Regions from separate parts of the Danio rerio genome. Here region 2 is linked to region 1. A link is a contact called in public HiCAR-type data. All regions are on one chromosome and are shown on one strand. Each heading gives the region's core, a stretch centred on a gene start, on an enhancer-like site or on the middle of the called end of the contact. The rest is flanking DNA. Distances are from core to core; before and after follow the strand shown. Region 1 holds the start of gtsf1 (gametocyte specific factor 1). Region 2 has its middle 26 kb from the start of nr4a1.

Region 1 (6,579 bases), core at 2,335-4,834:
TGACGTCACGCGAAGCAGCTTCCTGGTCCAAGCGCTCTATTCAACTGAATGGGGAGACTTGTGAAATGGTAATAATAAACGTTTACAAAGCGATTTAATACTTTCGAAAATCACGATCGCTATATATATGTCCATGCCTAATATCCAATAGCCAGAAAATAATTCATTTTTTTATAAATTGTTAAAATTTTGGTATTTGTGATGCAGCAAGCCCAGAGATTGTTGTGTACACTATGACTTTATATAAAATTAACTTTAATGTGTGATATGAATAAAAAGTGATCATAAACAAATGATTTCTCAACTCAAATGAGTGGCGGCTTGGACCTGGAAATAGTATTACATACGTCACCAACACGTCACCACTTACCATGCGGATTCGCTTTTTTTTTTTTTTTTTATAAAGGGGAGGAGCTATTCTTTGTTCCACCCTCTCTTCATTTTTTTTTTTACTGAAGTTATGTCAAACATCAAATAAAAACACATTTCAAAGCACTTCATGAGACCTTTAAAATTTAATCTAAAAATATAACAAGCTTTTTTTAATGCTACTAGTTATTGTTATTATTATTATGATTATAAAGATAGTTTTGGCCATTTCTATCTTTATAAGTATAGGATAATATATTAAGACAGATCAGCAAATCAGACAGATTTTTGCGGGGAAAGGGATTGGAAAAGGTCTACGAGCTGGGACTTGAACTCAGGACACCCAAAGAGCAAGGGCACTATATGTCGGCGCACTGCTCACGAAGCTATTGACAATGAAAGCTAATACTTATTTTATAGATAAAAGCATCTTTTTCTTGTTAACATAAAAAGATAGTACATTAATTTAACAACTTCATTTGTTGGTTTTAAGAGGTTATTAGGTGGTAGTGTGTTTTTTTTTTTACAGAGGCCCTTTTAAAACAATACTACTACTTATTTGTTACCAGAGCTTGGTAGATTAGTTAATAATTGTAATCAGCCAGTGAAGTAAGCAAAACAATCTTATGTCAAGAGGAAAAACAAGATTATTTTGTTTACCCTATTGGCAGATTATTTTGCTTGTTTTAGGAAAAACACACTTAATATTGGCATATTATTACTGAAAACAAGACAATAAGTTTTGCTTGCCAAAAAATGTTTCTTGATATAAGGATTCTTAGATATTCGGACAAGAAACAAGACTACAGGTCTAAGTAAAAAAAGCTTTTTTTTGCAGTGTAGTATCTAATGGCAGGGTTCATACACATTTTACTACTAAAATCCATGACTTTCCTATGATTTTTCCATGACTTTCAAGTAAATTTTTATGACTTAATGTTTCATGCAATGCCTACATATGCATGATAAAAAAAACAATACATGTTAAAATTTATTACAGCATCCCATAAAACACGCAACAATCTATTTAGTTTCAGCTTATATTTATATCTATGTGAAATTGATTTAGATAATGCTTACACTGCACTAATAATGTGGGAGTATTTGATTGGGCAAGGACAGAAAAGTAGTAAAGACAACAAACCTATATTCAAGTATACAGATATCCGTTTTCCATGTCTTTTCCGAAACTTTGTGGGTTTTTCTGATTTTCCAAAACTTTTCCAGGCCTGGAAAATGCCATTTCAAAATTCCATGACTTTTCCAGGTTTTCCATGACCGTATGACTGTAATGAATAAGTACTTGTATCTAATACACAAGTATTTATTTAATAGGCACTAGTATCTAACGAATGAGTGAGTACTAGTATCTAATAAAAAAACTAGTGTCTAATTAGAAAACACTACTATATTTTTAAAAAGCTCTAGCATCTAAAGAATAGGCACTACTAACAGTACTTGATGGAAAATGTACTGATATCTAAAAAACAAGCACCAGTAACGTGAAAATAGATACTAGTATGGTTTATAGTTTAAATGTCAAAGTGGCTTGCCATAGGAAGATACTAGTTTTAAGTATGTACTAGTAACATGAATCTAGAAACTACGTTATATAAAATTAAATATAAAAATATCTTGCCGTTCTCTCATGTAATTCCTGATGAAACCATTTTCCCCTTTGTCATCGACTAAAAAAAGACAGACATTGATAAAATAATTAATGTGGTCTCGTTTGTATTATTTACGTTGAAACATCATCTTCGCTATCATTTTATATCCAGCCTGTATGCAAAACATCCTAGCTCTGGGAGTGTGGTATGCGAACAACCGCCTACAAATGATCGGTCATTCCGAACGTATTTTTAATTATACCTGGGTTTTGAGGAAGCCAATCTAGGAGTGCAGAGACTTGCTTTGACCCTGACAGGTTGTTTTCCATACAGTAAGATCACTGAAGCCCCGCGGCATATTCCCCGACAGGACAGCGCCATCTTGAACTGAGCAGCTGACAGTTCGGCGTGGGCGTGTCGTCACGACCATGAAGTGCGGATGCGGGTCTTTGATTGGCTGGTGAAGTGTACGCATTAAACGACGCGCATATTTTGTGTTTAGGTCGACTGGATACCGTAATATTTATATGATATGAACATAAAAGACAAAAGCACACTCCAAAAAATTATATATTTGATAAATGTTATGAGTTGCAGATTACTTTATTCATTTAATGACTATTCTTTTACAGATTTAAATGTAAAATATAATTAACTTAATTATTCTATGCAGTTTTATTTATCCTTGTGAAATTACTATAAACTTATAAACTTATATTTGCTATATTGTGTCACATTTTATTAATTAAATAAATATTTTGAATATTTTTTATTTTAATCATTTTAAAATAATATAATAATGATTAGAATTATTGAATAAAAATTAAAATAAATAAAATCCATCCATTTTCTTCTGCTTGGTTAAAATAAAAAAAAAATAAAAAAATAAAAGATCCAAAGTTTTATTCAAATAATAAATGAGAAATAGTTAAATAAATAAATAATATTAAAATATAGCAGCATTTATTTTAAATAAATAAAATAAATAAATATAATCTCTTAGTCTTTAATGTGTGTGAATAATCATGCAAATAGTTAAATTAAAATGATATAATTGCTTTGATAAGAAAAAATAATACAAAATGTTAATATAATTAATTAAATAAAAATAATATAATAATTATTATAAAATAAAATAAAAATCAATAAAATTGGTTTAAAGAAATCCATTCATTTTTTCTGCTTGGTTAAAATAAATAAAAGATCAAAAGTTTTATTCAAATAAATAAATAAATTAGACTAAAATATAACAGCATTTATTTTATATAAATAAAATTAATAAATATAATCTCTTGGTCTTTAATGTGTGTGAAAAATCAAGCAAATAGCTTGATTAAAATAATATAATTGGTTTGATAAGAAAAAGTTATTCAAAATGTTAATATAATTAATAAAATAAAAATAATATTAACCATATAAAGAATAAAATAATATGTACGTTTGTTAATCTTTATAAACCCCATAGACCAGCACATAGTTACAACAAATAGCTTAGAATCATCAATTGATTACAATGAATAATGCAACAACAAGTATTTATTTAAACATTTGCCATCTTTAATGATGAAACACGTGACATTCCACAGCAGCACACAGCACTTGATTGATGATCTGCATTGATTGCAGTCAGCAGATGGGAAGGCCAGCACGCGACTGCTTCAACAATACAAAAGACTAGCAGTAAGTGTTTATAATGATAATGTCATGTTCTTAACATAAACCCGAGCGTATTGCTACTTTGAAAGTCGTGAGTTTTATAACATAAAGTCAAGCAAACATCGTTTTAATAAACTTCAACCGTCAGTTTTTGCGCTCGGCCTGCTGACTCTCACGTTGTTTGACCGTCACGTGCTGCATTTCTTCAGAGTGCTGTGTGGTTTAACGTTATACTAGAAAATGTTTTGATTTTAATGTTTGGCGGACTTTATTTAGGGTGAAGATTTTTTTAAACCCACGGAAAGGTACACGGGGGTCCAGGAAACGGAAGTATGGCCACTTATAGGTTTGGCAGTAGCGTCGGTCCGTCTGGAGTCCACTCTGAAAGTACAGGGCAGATGTGGAATGAAGACAACGGTAATCAATCATCATCATAACTCGATGCACTGTTGAAGTTACATGTGCAAAATGCAGTTCATGTTGAGTTGTAGTTTTGTGTCGGCACAATAAGTTTTGTTTCCAATGTGGCGCCTCCTGTTTCCGCAGGTTATGGTGAAGAAACGGAAGATGCCAGCGACCCTAATAGGATTGTGCAGTGCCCATATGACAAAAACCACCAGATCAGAGCCTCACGCTTCCCTTTTCATGTTCTCAAGTGCAGAAAGGTGGGTTGTAACATTTAGGATAATGAAGTTCAAATGGAGGCGCATAAATCTTGGGTTTAAACAACAACAAAATATGTATTTGGTAGATAAATTAAAATTTAAGTAGGTTTGAGGGCAAGTACAACAGGAAATTATGGGTTAATTTTATTAATAATAATAATTCCTTACATTTGTATAACACTTTTTTTTTGGACACTCAAAGTGCTTTACACATTAGCGGGGAATCTCCTCATCCACCACCAGTGTGCAGCATCCAACTGGATAATGTGACGGCAGCCATATTGGGCCAGACTGCACACCACACACCAGCTGATTGGTGGAAAGGAGATGGAGTGATCAAGCCAATTATGATTTTTTTTTGTTATGTTTTCTTAACCTTACCTTAGAAATACAGCATGTTAGGCTTAGCTTTGAGTACAGCAGGTTTACAGTGGATGGATGTAGAGAATGGGAATGTCATTACAGCACAGTGTATTTTGGGACACTGGAACTTGAATCCCATTAATCTCTACAGGTTTGTTGTATATGATTGATGGATGGATGGAGAATGGCTATCATTGCAGTGCAATGCATTCTGGCTTTTTTGGCACTCTGGAACTTGGATCTCAATCTCTATAGGTTTATAAGAGAGATGGATGGAGATGAATGAACGCAAACGGACTTGCTTTAAATAATGTGCTCGCACTACTAATAGAGGATCATGTATATGGAAAAGTTGTCCAGCGGCAGCTCATTGATGCACCATCACCGTCGCAGTTAATGTTACTATAATATGTAATATTGTTAATATGATCTGTGGCCTGTAAATCTGTGCTTGGCTCTAAGTTCCTTTTAAACATGTTTTTAGCTTCTTAGACACAGTGTGTTTATACAGATATCTACATTTTATTCTGAGTGTTTGTGAGATGTTTTAAAAAGGTATTAGTACTATTAGATGGTCTGCTCTTTCTGAGGTAATTTGCATTGTTGTACATTGTGTGCTCCTGGGCCTCTGAAAACATGATAGAAAGTATTCATTGTGTAGATTCCCATTCTCTGTAACTTGGTACAGCTAAGTATTGTTACACCTGTAAAGATGTACACCATAAGTGTGTGTTAGTAGGGGTGTCACGATTTCGATTTTTAATCGAAATCCATCGAAATGTATGCTCAATTTCGATAATCGAATCAAAAAATAGAATTGTCGATGCTGCCACGCCCCCATGTCACGTCAACTTGGCTAGCCAAGCGGGAAAAAAACAGGCTTGTTGAAGTGCTTGTTAAACTGCTGAAGCAGGAGACCCGTCGACAGAACTTGAACCTCTCCTCTTTCAATGAAGTCGCTGGTGTGTAAGCATTTTGGATTTCCAGTGAGTTATGTTTACAACATTCGTGTTGTCAACAAAAAAAAAACACAGTTTTGCAAGCTCTGCTATGTACGGTTCGTCCAATAGACAACACCGGCATCGCGATCCTCCGCCTGCCCCTGTTGCAAATCCACCTGCGTAAAGTACACACTCAGGCCCTGTTTTCACTGTCTTTGTTTTTAAATGGCATTTTAGAACGACAACAATTTGACATCCTCAGTGGCGTGTAGCATTTCTGAGCAGCCATCCTTCCTCTCTACCTCTGAAAATGCACATCACATGACCACACAGACGCATACACAGCCATGCGCTCGAGACAGCAGGTCCAGGCAGTCAGAGGACTGCTTCAATCTTTCACTCACTTGTACTTAGTAATTTTAGCGAACACCTCAAATACTGTTGGCTGGTTCCTGTTGGTTGTGCGTCTTTTTTACCGACGCCATTATAACGACACAGATCACTGCCTATTCACGAGTCCAGCAGAAAAGAGTGATTGACAGGTGGTAATTATAAGTGTATCTTGCCTTTATTCATTTACTGTATGATTTGTTTATGGGTAAAACAAAGACCATGCAGGTCAGGTAGTTTAAACGGTAGGCTACAAATAATTAATTGGTCATTAATTAATTAATTAATTAATTATTCATAATCGAATCGTGCCTTTAGAATCGAAAATGTAATCAAATCGAGGATTTGGAGGATCGTGACACCCTTAGTTTTTAGGTTTGGCGTTATTGACATTTGGATCCATTTTCACTATTGTCTTGAGAAGGGGTCGGCTAACTTTTTGACCAGCAGAGCCATTAGTCTTTTTTTTTTTCTCCTCCAAAATAAAATTTGCCCATAGATATTTGACCTTTAAATGATAACTTCTTGGAAACGTTATTTGTTTGTGGGATGTAAGTCTATTTGAGTCATCTAGACCAGGGGTTC
Region 2 (6,866 bases), core at 301-2,800, 80 kb after region 1:
ATAAATATATATATATATATATATATATATATATATATATATATATATATATATATATATATATATATATATATATATATATATATATATGTATATATGTATATATGCAGCTGGAAGGAAAATGAATAAATATATATATATATATATATATATATATATATATATATATATATATATATATATATATATATATATATATATATATATATATAGTATATATAGTTTTTTTTTTACATATTTTAAATCTTTACTTCTGTTAAATAAGAAAAAAGTAGTAGTGGTAAGAATTATTATTTATTAAATTGATCATGAAAGTGATGTGCATGGACAGATCATTACTAATAAACAATGGAATCTTATAAAAATGCATAATGTCTGCTTAAAAAAAAGTGTCAATTTGAATTTAATTATAACTCAGAGATGCTTTACATGTTCTTAATCAAAGGACGTTTTTTTTTTATTATTGTCCTTAAGGAATCGTTAAAGTCATGTGGGAAAAGTCAGAAATGGGAATGAAATCTCACACTGCAGTCAGAGCTGCTTTAAACATGTTTGAGAGAGTGGGCAGTTCACCAACCCAGAGAATGTGAGAGTGGGCACAATCAAAAGAGCTCTTTCTGAGTTCATGCGCACACTGAAACAATCAGCTTTGTGTGAGAGACACAAAACAGACAAGAACTTTTAGACTCAAATCATACTGAGTATTATTCAAAGGTTAAACTTGAAGATTTCTTCAAAGTTGTGACGTATTTGGGAATCAGAATCATTTAGACCTTCCAACAAAAAGCAACATTGTTGACCGGCTTTGCTAATTTCCACATTTTAATAGGGCCAATGGTTGATATATAGGTCACACTTTACAATAAAGATTCAATACTATGACCAATACTTGTACAATATGTATTAATCATAGTTCAACATTTACTCCAATGACTCATTTAAATTTAAATTCATGCTTGTTTAAAGCACTGCAAGTTAACCTGAACTAACCATGAACTATTTTCATCAAGTAATGTTAATTAACATGAACAAATACTATAATGAATGTATTGTTCATTGTTTGTAACACATTGACTTACTAATACTACCTTATTGTAAAGTGTTACCCATATATGTTACATACTTCCAGCATGAATGCACATGAAATTGCTTTTGTGATCGAACATATGATTCCTTCTGAAAGACAAAGTAATAATAAAAAAACAGACTCACATTTATGAGAGAGCCATTTTGGTGGGCCAGAATATCACCTGTAAATGTTCTGAAGACGTTTATGACTGAAACAATTATTACAAACACCAGAAATGTACTAAAATTACTCTAAACACCAGAAATTACCCCATGAACAATGGCAACAATCATTTTCCCCTGAAAGAAGTTTTATATTTACATTTGCCCTATGCTAATCTTTCACACTTCGTTTAACTTTACATTCGGGACACTGGGTGTCACTATGAACTTGAGAATGTGGAGGGTGGAGGTGCACGTTGTTTGCATTCCCAGATCTGAACAGGAAAACAGTCAGGAAGCTGTGCTGAAGCTCAAGCTCAGGCCTCCGCCAGGAAAAGGAGAGGCAGCAAGTGCTAAGAGGAACACAGCTTCAGCCAACACCTCCAGTGCTGCGTCTGATTTCACTCCAAACCCAGGACCAACGCCATCTATGACTCATTCATGCAGATTCAAGCAGTCATTTTCATTTATCCTTGTGTTTTTTTGCATCGTCCAACACTCTTATGTTGCTGCTCCAAGGTACAGCTCACAGAAGAAGCACAAGAGAAATACTGTCTCACAGTTTCCTTGATTCACGCTGTCTTGCTGATGCCAACTGGGTTTTAATAGTAGAATGAAGACCTTATTCAACCTCTTGTGTGTTTCGTAAGCGAATTATTTTCATCTATAATTAAAGTGACAAGCTCTCTGAACTCAGAAATGTTCCCTCAGGCATCAAGATTAAAAAAGAAAGAAAATGAAACATCATGTCCTGTTCGTTCTGATGTAACTAACCTACTCTGAGGTGACAAACCGCGCGATGTCTAAATCAGGCTGCATGGCTGAAGAGATCATGGAGATCTTTAAGCAAACGGAAAACTTGTGGCAACCAATCAGAAACCACAGAACTTCCTCTTGCTCCAGACAGAGAACCTGACGCCTACGTGACAATAACGTGACAGCTGCCACTTGAATCTGTCTATCCTTTCATTGTCGTCATTGTTTTTTTTTTAAATTCACCATCATGTTTAACAGTATGATTTAATATCTCTTACTTTGATTAATACTGTTATGTGACTAACACAGCAGCAGTGACATGAACGGGGATTTTAGAGACGTTTCACTTGTGTCATTACAGGGGAATATTTCTGACTTTCTTATCATTTCATTTGAGATTTTTTCCTTATATGACTTTATGCTCTTGCTCTTTATAATTATCCCGATAACTCACACCAGAGTCTAATTGCAGCGTTTATTTACTCCAAGGCCACCCAAGTCTTTATTTCAATTAATAGAACATTCAATTCAAGAGTTCACACTTACAGTAGATATTGCTTGATAATAATAGCAGGTTTGGCATGCTGTCTTGCGAGAAAACTCAGGGTGGAGGTAATTAAGCCCAGGGCTCTTCCCTGGTCAGTGAGCATGATCAGGTAATTCTCGAGAGCTCCCCCTAGTAAAAGAGGAGAAGGGGGAGATGGGGTGGATGGGGGGATTCTTCAAAAAAAAAAAAAAAGATGAGGGAGCAATGCTAGACAGGCTATTTATAGTGAGTTTGGAATAATCTGATTGGCTTACTAATGTTTACAGATGAGAGACCAGCCGCGATCAATCAGATCACATGCTCCTCTTGAAATTAGTTTGTGAAACTTATTTTTAGCTGAAACCAATGGTTCTTGGCAATTCATTAAATGCAAGTCAATATACACTCACCGGCTACTTTATTAGGCACACCTGTGCAACTGCTCGTTAACACTAATTTCTAATCAGCCAATCACATGGCAGCAGTTCAATGGATTTAATTATGTAGACATGTGATGCGTACGAAACGGGATACTTCCATACTATAGAGTATGCTAAAATCAGTATGCGAGACGAGTTGTATGTCTGAATTCATAGAATTCAAAAATCAGTATGCAAAAAGAACCCAGATGACTTACTACTTCCAGCGAGATTCTGAAGTGCGCATCCCATGCATGCGGCGCTATCCCATGATGCTCTGCGAGAGAATTCATGAATGGGAATAAAGTGACACAACTGACAAAGGTAGGTCACATGACCATGGCAAAATGGCGAATGTAGTAGGTCCGAATTCCATTCATATTTTTCACATTCATACTGTACAGAACGTACTTTTCTAATGGCCGAGTAGTACGTTTAAATTCAAATGCAGTACCTACTGAGTAGTAGGCGGTTTTGGACCCAGCCATGGTCAATTCGATCTGCTGCAGTTCAAAGTGAGCATCAGAATGGGGAAGAAATGTGATTTAAGTGGCATGGTTGTTGGTGCCAGATGGGCTGTTCTGAGTATTTTAGAAACTACTGATTTAATAGGATTTTCACGCTAAACCATCTCTAGGGTTTACAGAGAATGGTCCAAAAAGAGAAAATATCCAGTGAGCTGCCGTTTTGTGGGCACAAATGCCTTGTTGATGCCAGAGATCAGAGGAGAGCGGCCAGACTGGTTCTAGCTGATAGAAAGGCAGCAGTAACTCAAATAACCATTCAGGTATGCAGAAGAGCATGTCGAACCTTGAGGCGGATGGGCTAAAGTAGCAGAAGTGCAGAAGTGCCAATCATAGCAGATAAGAACAGGAAACTGAGGCTAAAAGTCTCACAAGTTCACCAAAATTGGACAATAGAAGATTGTAAAAACGTTGCCTGGTGTGATGAATCTCGATTTCTGCTGCGACATTTGGATGATATGGTCCGAATTTGGCATCAACAACATGAAAGCATGAATCCATCCAGCCTTGTATCAACAGTTCAGGCTGCTGGTGGTGATGGTGGTGTAATGGTGTGGGGGATATTTTCTTGACACACTTTAGGCATATTAGTACTAATTGAGCATCGTGTCAACGCCACAGCCTGAGTATTGTTACTGACCATGTCCATCCCTTTATGACCACGGTGTACCCATCTTCTGATGGCTACATCCAGCAGGATAATGCACCATGTCATAAAGCATGAATTATCTCAGACTTGTTTCTTGATCATGACAATAAATTCATTGTACTCAAATGGCCTCCACGGTCACTACATTTCAATCCAATAGAGCACCTTTGGGATGTGGTGGTTGAATGGGAGATTTGCATATTGAATGTGATCACAAAGGAAAAATCACAAAGGATTAAATCAGTTCCTAAGGCAAAACCCAGTTCTAGTAAGATGTACCTAATAAAGTGGCCAGTGAGTGTATATTGCTTCTTTGAGAGTGGAAAAAAAACACATATAGGCTAGACAAAATTTATACCCCTGGTATTAACTAATTAATAATATAATAATAATCTTGCACAGAATGATGCCTTTTACTTCATTGTACCTCAATTTACACTCAGTAGTCACACACATTTATTCAGTTTAGTAAATGTGGCCACTGTGCTGAGAGAACAGAAATTTCCCCCTAAACACTGAAAAAACAATAGATTTTTTTTAAATGGAAAATTTAAAAGTACAGTGTTTCTGATTGGCTGATTGAGACGTTTGTTTGTTAAGATTGGAAGCGACACTGATGGTTCAGTAAGAGAGAGAGCAGTGTGATTAGAGGCAGCTGGTCAAGATGACCTATTTTATCTGGAATTTACACTGGGAAACACAAGGGAACGACATACAGGATCTCCAAGTTCCACGCTTTCAGCTCTTTTCCTCTTGCTCCTGGAGCGTCAGGATGGCAAGGCCCTCTTGGAAAACCTTGATGAATCAACATCCGACCTCCTGATAAACATGCTCAGAGTTACAGAATAGACTAGCAAAGCCAAGCTGTTAAAACACACACAAACAACATTCAGTAAGTGAGACCTGGCTGGACAATATGTTCCACTTCTACTGTTTTTTGACAACGGTAGTTGTTACAACAAAGCATAAAAAGTCATATTATGCATTTAAATTGAGCAGTTACTGCAAAGACATTTCCTGGAGAGCTGATATGGAAAGCTTTTATTAATGCATGCATTCACTTCTTTCAATTACCAAGTGGAGACACTACAACTCATAAGGCACAATCAGACGTGTGCATGTGCACTGTGTCTATTCTCTGATCTCCACCTGACCATGTTTGATCTATCAGAGACAATAAACAAAATGGACAATGCAGAGTGATCAAAATAAACCCTTGATTATGTGCGATATCAACTAGTGTGTCAATTAATATGGATTAAATATGGATTTTAAGGCATTTAAATTTTTTGATGAAAGTCAAAGTTTCTATAGGTGCAATGCAACTGCCCGAGCCTTTCAGCCTTTTCTGAATTGTCCAACTCACTTACATAGACAATGTGCAAAATTTTACTCAATTAGCAGATGCTTTAATGCAAAGTGATTTACAAGGGAGGACAAAAGAAGCCTTTTAAATAATCATAGAGTACAGCATATGCTATGACAAGCCAGAGTTAATTTCTTTATTTTCAATATTAGATTTTGTACTACAAACAACAATAAAAGACTTTCCTTGCATTTTTAGTTGTTTATAAGAGCCTGTAGACTTTTTCAATTCAAAATTAATTATTTATTTATTTATTAGTTTGTTTGTTGTCTAATGACATGTCAGCATCACAAGCTGTGTTTATGGCAAACAAATTAAATGTACAATTCATTATAATGCAAATATAATTTCAGATAATTTTACACAACTATTTAGCAAAACTATACACGTTTAAAAAAATAAACAAACAATATACAAATACACACTAATATTATTAGTTTTATAAAAATCTATCAATATGATTCAAGAAAAAATGTAATGTAAAATGTTATCTTAGTATGAGTGTTGCATAAATTATCATTTAAAGCAAAACATTCTAATAATCTACATCTAATAATCTAATATTCATCTAATACACATCTAATATTCTAATTCTATTTTTTTTAATCATATCATCCCCTTCCAATAATGAACATGATGAGTAAGTCTGAGTAAGTGCCTGATTTGACGACATCTCTGGTCATATACGGACTGGTCCTTTCTACATTTAGATTGAAACCGAAGCAATTCAAAAGTTTCATGCTAAACTTATCTACTCTAGAATCTCAGACATACATTACATTCATTATAAAATTATAAAAATCAGTTGACCTGATGCCAGTGACTTGCAGATTGTATGCAAACATCCACATCAATATAATTAGATGCTTTCTTAACTGCTGTTTTCTCACCGCTATATGCATTTATTTTGTCATAAAGTGAAAAGCATGCAGTGCACATATTTACATATTCATATGTGACATGCATTTATTTATTTGCCTTTGGCTTAGTCCCTTATTTATCAGGGGTTGCCCCAGCCGAATGAACTGCCAACTGATGTTTTACACAACCCTTCCAGCCACAACCCCCTGGGAAATCAAAGTACAACTCTCAACAGCATGGATGACACTTTTTACCTTTAACTAATTAACGAAAGACAGGTTTTATAGCACATGTTTAGGTAAATACACTGATGCAGTGAATACGAATACTTTCTGCATTTGACAGTGCTAATAAGGTACATTCAGAAATATTGAAATACTATTTAAAATAGCTTGCTTTTAGCTGGAGAAATCTAGTATTGAATGTTTTGGCATAGTGCTCAGCATAACTGTGTACACCCAATTTTGACAATGAATATTTTTTATTCATTCCACAGTGAATATAGGCAGTGTATTTTGGTGCATTTAAACAAAAC

What was found. HiCAR-type assays count read pairs that join an accessible place to other places.
Region 2: a HiCAR-type map of caudal fin shows a contact between it and region 1, with 4 times the contacts expected there. The contact joins the enhancer-like site here to the promoter of gtsf1 in region 1. A contact is called at or near these places in 4 of 18 Hi-C or Micro-C datasets (caudal fin, embryo, hematopoietic stem cells and 1 more) and 2 of 4 datasets of contacts at active chromatin or transcription factors (caudal fin and embryo).

The regions. Positions count from the first base shown.
Region 1 is chr23:35,040,610-35,047,188 of GRCz12tu, forward strand. gtsf1 (gametocyte specific factor 1) reads left to right here and starts at 3,585. Exons shown (of 8, transcript NM_212833.1): 1 at 3,585-3,659; 2 at 3,912-4,052; 3 at 4,182-4,300. The coding sequence starts at 3,968. letmd1 (LETM1 domain containing 1) reads right to left here and starts at 2,447. Exons shown (of 9, transcript NM_001130616.1): 1 at 2,242-2,447. The coding sequence starts at 2,360.
Region 2 is chr23:35,122,896-35,129,761 of GRCz12tu, forward strand. It overlaps a transcript of nr4a1 not described here. Among named protein-coding and RNA genes, the nearest start is that of nr4a1, 26 kb to the left of the region's middle. Within about 2 kb of position 1,551, at least 26 of the 62 cell types and tissues checked have an H3K27ac peak or open chromatin away from gene starts, as enhancers often do. A contact at or near this core is called in caudal fin, where this site is marked.